Regions from separate parts of the Oryctolagus cuniculus genome. Here region 1 is linked to region 2. A link is a contact called in public Hi-C data. All regions are on one chromosome and are shown on one strand. The core of a region is the stretch at or near the end of the contact, and the rest is flanking DNA. Distances in the headings are between cores, read along the strand shown. Region 1 has its middle 220 kb from the start of CLVS1. Region 2 overlaps LOC127490573 (a long non-coding RNA gene).

Region 1 (3,258 bases), core at 106-2,605, 76 kb after region 2:
GGGCCAGGGATATGGCTGTGGCCTCTCTCGCTTAAAGCCTCTCTTTCTGGAAGCCGGGGATGGACTCCCCGGGTAACCAGAGGGGACATGCGTGGCCTCGCCCTGGCCGGGCTCGGGTTAGCCAGGTGAGCTACTGGTTGAGAATGCTTCTCTTAGAGGAGTTTACACAAGTGTGTATACCAAGTTTCCAAAAGGCAGAACCGATGGCAACTGGAGACTCCGTGGCCTAGGTGGGATTTCCACCAATCAGTGAAGCGACCCCAAGCATTGCATTTGGAATTTGTGTATTATAGCACACCCAGTTCTTTATTTTTAGTGCTGCAAGAAATGTGTCCCATTAGATTTTTTCCCCCTAGTTTGTAAAAAACCATACTAGACTACTTTCCTGATTTCAGCTGTAGACACTGTTCACAGTCTTTCTGAATTCTCACAGAGGTATCGAGGGTGACTTCTTCATTGGTTTCCCTCTAAAAACTACCTGGGAATGAAAAAACAGTAAACACCTGTTTTGTTGCATTCATGTGGATTTCAACAGAGGAGACATGCAGGCATCAGTGTCTGTTGGAGGTAGGGAAATATGACCGTGGTGAAAGTGAGTTCTGACCTTGAACATAATCAATAGGCTGCTTCCTCCTTCGTCAGGCAGAACAGAATCTCACGTCCTTCTTTTTCTTCAGCAAAGGCACTTACCTAATGATATTAAAATTTTAATTGATTATGCTCCATGTTCTGAAAATCGCAGCAAACCCGTTCAAACTCAGCCCAGTCGCCCGCCTGCCGCCATTGGACATGGACGCGGCAGCTATTAACAAATGCTGCCACCTGCAGGAGAGCGTGGGAACGCCCGCCCTTCTCACCTGCCTTTTCTGCCTCCAACTTCGATTTCTCCACTGCTTTCTTCCGTGTGCTCTTCTCTATACATCTCAGGAGACCAGAAGGCCGACTCGCTTGAATTTCTTGATTTTGTTTTAGAAGGCAGAAGGGAAATCCATATTCTGGAGAAAAATAATCACCCTTTATAATGAATCACCATATTGTCTAAGGCCTATTTATGGGATATGAAGAGTGAGAGAGGAGCCTGGAGAGAATGATTATCTAGACACAGTGTCTGAGTTAGTCATGCCAACACGTCACATGTTTAGTTAGTTGTCTGACCTCTTATGTCAGAGTGTGAGACGATACTGTTCCTCATTGTAAAATGTCACTTAACATGACTTGAGCCAAGCCTCTGCTTGGGCTTAGCAAGTCGGTGGGGAGCAGCTCACCTGATCTTGACTTAGTGTTGTTAGAAAGTGGGGCCTTCAAAGGCATTGACAGGTGTTCAGAACCTAGTGTTGGCTCTGGGTCTATATGTTGTAGAAAAATGTGGAGGAAGTGGATTCCTTCTCCTACAAGACAGTGCTCTGCATGTGTGCAGACTCTGCTCCAAGCTCCCACGGTTTTGCCCTTTAGACTGAAGAACATCTGCTTCCTTAGCTTCACCTTGTAGATGTGATCCCTACCCCTTCAACCACTGAGCGCCCCACATTGCTAAATGTACAGCTCTTTGTTGAACTTTCTGTTAGCTCCATGTTGTTCTGCAGTGTCCTTTGCAGACCCATTGTAGGCCTTACAGGATTCCATGGAAACTATGCCCTAGTTATATGTGCAAAAAGCACACTTCAAACTACTGCAGTGCTCTGAGACTGCTAATAAAAACATGGTGGGAGGCAGGCATTGAGGCACACAGGTTAAGCCCCGCGTGGGACGCCCTCTTTCACATTGGATTGCCTCCACCTCTGCTTCCCACCCAGCCTTCTGCTTCTGAGGTCAGGAGGCAGCAGATGATGGCCTAAGTAATCAGGCCCCTGACATCCATGTGTGAGACCTGGGATGAGTTTTTGGATCCCATATTTGGTCTGGCCCAGCCCTGGCTGTTATGGGCATTTGGGAAGTGAAGCAGTGACCAGGATCTCTGTGTGTCTGTTTCTGTCGCTCTCTAGAAGAAAGAATTTCAAGAATCCACACTCATGAGGGGGCACGGCTCTGGGGCGCTGGATCTTCTTGACTCCGGATCTTTCCTAAAAGGTCTTCAAAAAGTCTGTTTTCAAAGAGCTCACCCCTGGTAGGTGAGAATCACCCACTGGGTCTACCACAGCCCTGGGTCAGGGCAATAAGCACTGCCCGGGGTAAAATGGAAGTCTCAGTGCACCCACAGCAACGATGAGGCTGTGCTCACAAAACATGTTGATTGAGTGTAATTTATGATCAGATTAAAACTCCCTCTCAGGGAAAATAATCTATGTTTGAATCCTGGTTCTATGCTATCTGACTTCTGGTTGCTCTGTTATTGGGGGTGAACTCAGACCAACCTTTCTGCCAGAGCGTCTAATTATGCATAATAACCAGCACCCTTTGTTCTTCGGTGTCACTTTCATCCAAAGCTCAAAGTGCTCTTCAAGCATCATTAACCCATTAAACCTTGCAAAACTCCTGGGAGGCAGATTGGTAGCCAGGTGATTAACCCATTTTCCAGACAGGGCTATAGAGGTGCAGAGGATTTCGGCAACTTCCCTAAGGTTGCATGAATCAGAGTTGGGTCCAGAGAACAGAGCCTCTTCATGTTCCACCCCCAGTCTGGCTCTCCAGACTTTCCCTCTGTCTGTGAGTGAAACCTTGTAACATTGCCATCTTGAGAATTGTTTCTACCCACTTTCTGAAAATCAGTATGGGGCAACATTTTGCGTTAAAGCCAAAAATATATTTATTGTTTTCTTGAAATGTAAAAACCTATTATCTTCAAGGAAAGAGATGTGTCTATTAGTTACCCAAATAAAATTAGGTAATCACTTAGAGCCTTAAATGTCCTCAACATCTTCTAAGATAGACCTTCAACTTTTCTTACACAGAATCAGGAAATTCCATTTTGCCAAGCAGAAATGAAACTTGAACTTCGCAAGAGTTAGGATTCAGTTTGAAACCGAGAAGTGCTAACATCTGTCTTTTAAGTTTGACAAACAACCTTTTCTCCTTGGTTCCACTTGAATGCAGGCTGGTGTCACATGGACTTTATTGTCGTTTAAGGGGAGCTGGAGGAGGGGCTGGGTGTGATCTGGGTGGGTGTCAACGGGGACAGTTAATGTTCTCCCAAGAGCCTGGGCTCTGAGGGTCAAAGGACTCCAGAGACTGCTTTGAAAGACAGAGTGGCCAATTTAATGGGAAGTCACGAGTCTTCTTGGGCTTTTGTCTTTTTTATAATTCACTTATTCATTCAACAAA
Region 2 (2,995 bases), core at 10-2,509:
TGATTTTTTTTTTCTTTATTGGGTTTTGGTGGAGAAACACAGTCAAAAACCAGCTCTCCTCTATGCTTTCATAGAGAAAACCGGAAACAAAGTAACCAAGAGGTTGTGGGTGTGAAACCCAAAACACCTAAAGGAAAGTTGCTGGTTGGCTTCCCCTGCAGCTCCACCCTCTCAATTCAGATGTGGAAGTCCCAGACCCTGAAATCTCTGAAGAAGACCTGATTTGGAGACAGGGTCTTTGTAGAAATGCCTAAGTAAATGTGAGGTCAGGAAGGCGGGCTCTAATCCGCTATGGTGTCTTTATGAACTTTGGACGCAGACAGGTGCAGAAGACAATGTAAAGACACAGCCGGGAGACGGCTGCCTGTAAGCCAAGCAGAGGCAGGCTGGAAAGAGAAGTTTTCTTTCAGCTCATGGTAGGAGGTTACAGGATCAGCTGTCCGACACAGGCTGGTTAAGCAGGCTGATGATGCCCTGGCACCATCTTTTCCTTCACACTTTCCCAGAGGCAGCCAACCCAACCTCGATACTGGACTTCAGCCTCTAGATGTGAGATAATCCATTTCTGCTGTTGAAACCACTCGGGCTGTGACATTTTGTTTTGGAAGCCATAGCAAACTAGCAGAGAAGGTGAGAAAATTAACTCAGTCATCTGTGTATTCCCATATAACTTCAGGTTTGTTTTTTTTTTTTTAAAGATTTATTTTATTTGTTTGAAAGAGTTACAGAGAGGGGTAGAGGCAGAGAGACAGAGAGAGAAGTCTTCCATTCTGCTGGTTCACTCCCCAAATGACCACAATGGCCAGAGCTGAGCTGATCCAAAGCCAGGAGCTTCTTCTGGGTCTCCCAAACAGGTGCAGGGGCCCAAGGACTTGGACCATCTTCCACTGCTTTCCCAGGCCATAGCAGAGAGCTGGATCAGAAGAGGAGCAGCCAGAGCTTGAACCGGTATCCCCCATGGGATGCTGGCGCCACAGGATGAGGCTTTAACCCACTGTGCCACAGCGCCAGCCCCAACTCCTATTATTTTGAAGAGCTCACCTCCTGTATTGGTCTGCCTGTTTTTGCTTTAACAGAAATACCCAAGAAGAGCTTCTTTGGGAAAGAGAAGTTTTATTTCAGCTCACGGTGGGAGGTTACAGGATCAGCTGTCCAATGCAGGCTGGTTAGGTGGGCGTGGAGGCATGACCACAGGGTGACTCAGGCAGCAGGGAGACAGAAAGAACCTAGGCGGAACTTGAACACACATAATCCAACCGCTTGCAAGAGGGCACGCTCCCCACTGACGTAAACACCTCCCATGGGCTCCACCCCTCAGACGCCATCATTGCATCAAGTCTCCACCCTTAATCCACCAACCATTAACATGAAGGTATCTGAGTTTAAACAGATCCTACTCAGCTGGTGACACCTTCCCAGGCAGAGAAATGGGGTATTTTGAGGGGGAATTCCTCACGGGCACCCAGGGAGGCTCCGCCTGACCTAACTACTGAGTCCTCGGTAAACCACCGCATGGCACTGAAGTCTGTGGAGCAGCATCACCACGCATAAACCGTGCCGAACACGGAAATAGCCGTCTTCTATTTGATTGCACATGTCAGGATCCTTTCCTGCCCACAAACTGAACGCTTCCTGTGTCTCTCTTGCAAACCCTTAACAGTTAAACTCTGTGGACCTGCGAACTTAATCCCAGAGGTTTTGATGCACCTGTCTGTCACCCTGACGGAAGGCTCAGGTGAGAGCTTCTTGCTCATGCACTTGAAAGGAGAGGCCTCACCAATAAACGCTCTTGAAAGACTTGCTTGATCAGTCTTTTCATCAATGCAGCTGTTTCCCCCAGGGAGCGCTTGAGCCCATGCTAATGCTTTGCTGGATGCCAAGGGCATTGAGTTGATCCTATGTGGTGTTCAAGTAACCTCAAAGAAGCTAAAGTCACTTGTCATCGGGAGAACACATAAGCACCAATGATAGATTTGGTTTAGTAGGTAAGAACCATTGGTCCGACTCTTTGTTCTTGCATTCTTTTTTTTAAAATTATACATTCATGTTCTCTTCTTTTTTTTTAAGATTTATTTATTTATTCGAAAGTTACAATTGCAAAGAGAGAGAAGGAGAGGCAGAGAGACAGAGGTCTTCCATCTGCTGGTTCACTCCCCAGTTGGCTGCAATGGCTGATGCTGTGCCGATTCGACACCAGGAGCCAGGAGCTTCTTCTGGGTCTCCCACATGAGTGCAGGGGCCCAAGGACTTGGGCCATCTTCTACTGCTTTCCCAGGCCATAGCAGAGAGCTGGATGGGAAGCAGAGCAGCCAAATCTCGAACCGTCGCTCATATGGGATGCCAACACTACAGGCGGCAGCTTTACTGGCTATGCCACAGCGCCGGCCCCTGCTCTTGTATTCTGCTTGGTAAGTAGACAGGTCAAAGTCAAATCAAGTCTCAATCTCACTGAAAAAGTGGCAGAGTGCTTTTATTTTTGATTTCTCTAATGTGGACAAAATTCAAATAAATCTCAAAATGGACAGGAAGGTAGTAGAGAAGTAGAGCAAAGAAATACATTTTTAAAAAAGATTTATTTAGAGCCGGCGCCGTGGCTCAATAGGCTAATCCTCCACCTTGCGGCGCCGGCACACCGGGTTCTAGTCCCGGTTGGGGCGCCGGATTCTGTCCCGGTTGCCCCTCTTCCAGGCCAGCTCTCTGCTATGGCCAGGGAGTGCAGTGGAGGATGGCCCAGGTGCTTGGGCCCTGCACCCCATGGGAGACCAGGAAAAGCACCTGGCTCCTGGCTCCTGCCAGGATCAGCGCGGTGCGCCGGCTGCAGCGGCGGCCATTGGAGGGTGAACCAACGGCAAAGGAAGACCTTTCTCTCTCTCTCTCTCTCTCTCTCACTGTCCACTCTGCCTGTAAAAAAAAAAAAAAAAAAAAAAAAAGATTTATTTATTTATCTATTTGAAAGTCAAAATTATAGAGAAAGAGGGAGAGACACAGACAGAGA

Evidence for each region. A called contact is a pair of places that touch in the nucleus more often than the background predicts.
Region 1: a Hi-C map of an unstated tissue shows a contact between it and region 2, with 5 times the contacts expected there. The contact joins two enhancer-like sites. A contact is called at or near these places in 3 of 6 Hi-C or Micro-C datasets (ear pinna, psoas muscle and an unstated tissue).

What each region holds. Positions count from the first base shown.
Region 1 is chr6:86,500,401-86,503,658 of mOryCun1.1, forward strand. No RefSeq gene overlaps it. Among named protein-coding and RNA genes, the nearest start is that of CLVS1, 220 kb to the right of the region's middle. Within about 2 kb of position 1,356, at least 1 of the 8 cell types and tissues checked has an H3K27ac peak or open chromatin away from gene starts, as enhancers often do.
Region 2 is chr6:86,424,047-86,427,041 of mOryCun1.1, forward strand. It overlaps LOC127490573 (a long non-coding RNA gene), which reads left to right. Exons shown (of 3, transcript XR_011389108.1): 2 at 2,068-2,408. Among named protein-coding and RNA genes, the nearest start is that of CLVS1, 300 kb to the right of the region's middle. Within about 2 kb of position 1,260, at least 1 of the 8 cell types and tissues checked has an H3K27ac peak or open chromatin away from gene starts, as enhancers often do.